Linked DNA regions of Oryctolagus cuniculus: region 2 is linked to region 1. A link is a contact called in public Micro-C data. All regions are on one chromosome and are shown on one strand. The core of a region is the stretch at or near the end of the contact, and the rest is flanking DNA. Distances in the headings are between cores, read along the strand shown.

Region 1 (2,567 bases), core at 49-2,548:
GACCCCAGCAAGCTCCAGCCCTGGAGCCTGGATTACCCAGCAGGAAAATGAGCCCGGGCCGGCAGGCACGCGGCACCTGGTACATCGCAGGGTGGCGGCTGCCAGGAGCTGCACCTGCAAGATTACTTCAGCTCCTCATCAGTGCTCAGGACTTGCAGGGCGGCAGAGCAGGGATGAGGCGGGCGCCCCCCACAGCAGGGAGGGTCTGGGATGGGGAAAGGCGTTGTGAAGGAGGTGGTCTTAGGGAGAGGAAATCAGGGTGGGCTGGTTCCAGGACCGTGTGAGGAGAGAGGAGGTGGAAGGCGCTGGGTTTCAGGAAGGGTACTGCAGCTCTTAGTGCTTGGGCCCCGTGGCACGGGTGGGAACTACAGCCGGTCCGTCTCCAGCCCCAGGCATAGAAATCAGGTGAATTCCTCGCAGATCCGGGTCCCTCTCTTCCAGCCCCGGGTCTGGCTCCCTCCCCGGACAGCGCCCGGGGCAGTCTCAGGAAGGGCGGGAGTCAGACACCACCCCCACCTCCACCCACGACCCTGGCTGTGAACCCTGGGCAAATCCTTTCTCCTGCGGGTGGTAAACACCGCGCCGCGAAGGTGGCAGTGGCGCCCAACGCCCGCTTCGTAGTGTCCCCAGCCAAGCCGAGTTTCACCTCCCCCCCACAAGCACAACCTCACCTGCGTGCGGCGAGGGAGGGGCGCGGAACGGGGGGAAAGGCCGACTGCGGCCGGGAACGGACGCGGAGGAGGAAGCGGGTTTTATAGACAACACCGTCTAGGCAGGGACGACCCAAGCGGGGACCCCAGCCGGCGTCTGCGACTTAGGGGAGCGGGAGAACCCCTCCTCCCGGCCATCTCGGGTCGCTGGGACTCTGCCTGGAGGGCAGAGGGCACCTGGCTCCGCACACGTGGAAGAGGCACTGCTGTCCCGGGCCGGGTCAGCCCGTGCCCGCCGCCCGGCTGGAGGAACGAAGCTTGGGACCGGCTCGGGGTGGAGGGTCTTTCTGCGAACGCTCTGGATCGGGGCCCGGCAGGCGGAGGTTGAGCAAGTGCACTGCCCCGGCATTTCCAGGTGTGCTCGCAGGGGCGCTCCGCAGCTGTCCCCAGGCGCGGGGACGAGGTGCCCCCCACCCCCGCTCCTTGGGAGGGACGCGAGCCCTCCCACCCCTCTCCGCGGCGCCCAATCCCACCTTGGCTCCGCGCTCCCGGAGCCCCTGGGGCAGCCTGGAGGCGTGGCCCGCCGGCGGCCCGCCCCTTTGATGTGCGCCGGCGCCGCCGCGATTGGCCGGCCGCTTGTGACGTGCGGGGACTGCGGTGGGCCCGGGTGCTGCAGCAGCCGCAACGCCGGCCGCGGCTCGGGCTCCGGCTCCCCGGCATTTAAAGGGGACGCGGCGGCGGCGGCGGCGGCGGCGGCGGCGGCCCGGGGGGATGGGGGGCAGGTGGAGGGGACGGCCCAGACGCACATCATCCACGGTCCCTCGGGACTAGAGGGACTCGTGAGCTGGAGCCCAGCAATCTGGGGGTGGATAAGACACCACGTCCCCTCCAATCCCCGTAAGCACCCCTTGCTCCATTCTGCGCCCCATTGCCTTAGCCAGCCCCCTTGCCCACTCGGTACTCTGCAAACTCAGCCAGGACAGACTCTGCTGCCGCCGCCGCCCCCGCTCCCACGTGAGTCCTGGGGAAGGGCTGGGGTCCCGGCGTGGGGTGGGCACTGTGTACACTTTGAGGACGCTCCTCCCGCGCGGGGCGGTGGAGGAGTCCCTGGAGGAGAGGAATGACTCCCCTTCCCTCTCCTGCCCCGGGAACGCGGCGCCCGGGCACCCCTTCGTTCCGCGGCTCCGCCGAGCCAAGGAGTCGGTGTCCCTTGCCGCCGGCCACCCACAAGCCCTCCTGTCCCCGAGCCGCGCGCCCCCCGCCCGCAGTGGAGCGGGGAGCCCGCCAGCTGGGGATGTGCCAGAGTGCCTGCTTTCCAGTCACCTCTAAAAATATCTCTCCCCCCTCCCCCACGGGCGGCTGCCACCTCCTGTCCCTACCCGGTGGGGATCCCCTCTGGGCGTATCCGCCCTGGTAGGGAGAGCCCTGGGTAACTGCTGGTCCCAGCTCCTCACTGGCACCAGGGCGTGGGTCTCTCACCTTCCGCTGGTCGGGACAGCCTAAGGGGGTCCCTAGCTGGGAGTCTCCCAAAAGGCTCCGGAGGATCTAGAGTTCTAGTGATTCAAATGCTGTGTGACCCCGGGATGCTAGCCTGGCCTCTCTGGGCCTTTTCCTCCCTCTTTGCTTCTTGGTGGTGATGGGCACTGTCTGAGGGAGTGAATTCCAGCTGAGTGGCAGGGTTTGATTTGTAGTGATTGCGATGGAGGAGGCAGCGCGGGCTCTGATTGGGATTTCTGGGTCCTCACTGTCCCAAAGCTTCCCCGGAGCTCACCCCACCCCTGAAGAGGGAAAGCGGGAACTCAGGGCTTCTGTAGGGAGGGGTGCCCCCCCTCGCCCCTTGGCACCTCCCACCCCCTCCCCCTCTGACCCTAAGCGCATTTGCATGAAAGGCCGGGAGGATTTCTTGATTGGACTAGC
Region 2 (2,567 bases), core at 28-2,527, 37 kb before region 1:
GCGACCACCATTTCCCACAGGGTCGCAGATCCAGAAGGCAGGCCGTTTGTTCGCATGGTGGCGGGCCACGGCCTTTACAGGGGCTTCCTCTGCACCGTGTCGCTTTGCGTGTGACTCGGTGGCAGAGGTACCGTCGCCGTGTTCCCAGAGTTTTTCATGTCTTTATGAGGGCCATGTGGTTTACACCTTTTTGTCCGTCTGTCTGTCTCGCGCTCTCACCCCATGTTGTCTCACTGAAACTCCTGTCTCTCTGTCCTCGAGTGCCTTCAGAAAGCCAGCATCCTGGAACATTCTTTTCCTGGTCTCAATCCTACCTCTACTTCATCCGCCCCGAGCACCGGCGGTGGGTTCAGCTCCATGAGCTGGTGACAGCCACGGGCGGGGGCTTTGGACGCGTCTCATTTTTAGGTTGCATTTTCTGCTTTTGTTTCTATCTTTTATTTTTTCACATATCACGTCTCCAGGGTTGGAAGAGTTCATCCTTAACTCTTTCTTTCTGCAAGGTTATCTTTTCTCACCTGAAGTCTTCCTGAATGCCCACCCTCTCTGATGCTGCTGTCGCTGCCTCCTGGTCCTTCATGAACATTTTGCAAAGGTACCCAGGAGTTTCCTTTAGATGAGTTGAGGCTCGCTTGCAGGTGCGTGCGGAGCAGGTCCCTGGCTGATGCTGCATCTGCCTGCCCCGCCCCGCCCCGCCCCTGGCCCTCGGAACGTGAGCTGCTTTCCTCCTTGTCCTCTGGTGCACTCTACAAGCATAGCAGGTGCGTGGCATGTGAAGGGTGTCAGGAGAGGAGGTCGCAGCATGTTCTCATGTGACGTGAGCGCCTGGCTTCCGGGCTTCCCTGCTGTCCGTTCCCAACACGGAAAAGGAACCACCTCCTGAAAATGAGGACATTGGACCGTAGGTGAAGGAAAGCTGTTGAGTGTCCCAGCCTTAGTCAGAAATCCTTCCTAGCTGGCTTAGAATCTCCTGCCTCTTTCCTTAACAGTAGCAGTACTCAGGTTCTCAAAGCTGACTAGTCCCCCGGAGGTGGGAGGCGTTAACCCTCTCTGGTTGCACCCCATCACGAAGGCATCACGGGCTATCTAGAATGGAAAGACTAGTTCACGGCCTGCAAAAGGTGGCTTTCTAGGTGGCAGAGGTCGGTAACGAGGGTGTCTTGTTGTTTCAGAGTTTGCATTCCCAGGAACTCTGCCTCCTGAGCAGTGCCCCGCCCCGGGAGGCATCCCCTTCACGTCTGTTGCTTTTCTCTGCAGAGTCCCAGATGGGGACACAGTGGTGAGGCCGCTGGTCCCATGCCTTCCGCTAGGGGCAGAGGCGTGTCCTGCCCCTGACAAGTATCCCCATGGCTTTTGAGTTCCCAGGGTACTTGGACGCGACTACGGTTTCTCTGGTGAGCTGGGACCTGCCACGTGGTGTTTGTGGGACATGCAGGACACAGGAAGGGGACAGGAAAGGGTGGAAGCTGAGCCTGATGCTCGCGCGGGCTGGTTTTGCCGACCTGGAGAGTCTGTACTGGGTGCGGGGACTAATCAAGTTGTTTCTGAATAAACACAGCTTCCTCCCCGCCTGTCTTTTACAGGTGAAAGGGGCCAGGTGGTCAGGGGGAGAGATTCTAGCTCACATCTTGCAGGGGCTTCGAGACTATGTCTTGTTGCATTTCAGAGTTGCTGGGAAATACTCGGTTCTCTCAGGACTCCGAACTCTCCTAGAAATACCTCTTTAGGCTTGACCATTCAGCACATTAGGTTAACTAGAAAGGGTGTGGTGGAGTCTTGGTGTTTCCTTCTCAGATTGTATCCCCGCGGGTACGTATGCAGTTTCAGCAAACTGGATGAACTGTCCGTCATCCCTAAGTTTGTGCATTTTACTCATTCTTCGCTTGCTGGGTAGGACTCCCTTCTGTCAGCAGTGTTGGCTTTGTCCACAAGGGGGCAGTAAAGTACTTTACCTTCTTTACACTCAGCCTTCTAAAGCTCCGTTTTCAGATCTCCTCTGGACTGTCCCTCATTACTAAATCCAGTAGTTGCTCAGCCCTTGTGATGCAAGCAAAGGGTGATGTGCAGGTCTGGGGTCCTTGTGGGTCTGGCATCATCGTCTGTCCTGCTGGTGCCCTGCCACTGAGAGGCAGGGCCTTGCCCTTGGGGATCCGTTGTGTACCGTGAAGCAGGAGGCGGCCCAGCGGGGGCACTGTCACATCTCGGAGAGGGACTGGAGTGTGAGTGGGGGCACCCTCTCCACTCTGCCCCAGTCCGCCATCAGTCACGCCCAGGCCTGCGGCCGGTGCTGCTCCATGCTGGAACCCAGGGCTCGCCCTGCATTGGTGGCCTGGCTTGGGGCTGTGCGTGGTCATCAACTCTCTGACCTCAAGTGCTCTGATTGCGGTAGACAGGTCAGAGTGAGCGAAGGGGCAGCCCTGGAGCCAGGAGGTGCCACACCTGCCCCGGCCTCTACACCATGCACCGCGGTGTCTCCTTGTAACTCCAGCGCCCAGCGTGGCGGGGTCTAGGGGGCAGGCGGCCAGATGCGACTTGTTTGCTTTGATCTTTGTTTTCCCGACAGAACT

What was found. A called contact is a pair of places that touch in the nucleus more often than the background predicts.
Region 2: a contact with region 1 is called in a Micro-C map of ear pinna, with 3 times the contacts expected there. The contact joins the enhancer-like site here to the promoter of PHOSPHO1 in region 1. A contact is called at or near these places in 4 of 6 Hi-C or Micro-C datasets (ear pinna, psoas muscle, skin fibroblasts and 1 more).

The regions. Positions count from the first base shown.
Region 1 is chr17:25,320,330-25,322,896 of mOryCun1.1, reverse strand. It overlaps PHOSPHO1 (phosphoethanolamine/phosphocholine phosphatase 1), which reads left to right and starts at 1,298. Exons shown (of 4, transcript XM_008271329.4): 1 at 1,298-1,664. LOC138846109 (a long non-coding RNA gene) reads right to left here and starts at 1,265. Exons shown (of 2, transcript XR_011383500.1): 1 at 1,184-1,265; 2 at 737-1,008.
Region 2 is chr17:25,356,866-25,359,432 of mOryCun1.1, reverse strand. No RefSeq gene overlaps it. Among named protein-coding and RNA genes, the nearest start is that of PHOSPHO1, 37 kb to the right of the region's middle. Within about 2 kb of position 1,277, at least 1 of the 8 cell types and tissues checked has an H3K27ac peak or open chromatin away from gene starts, as enhancers often do.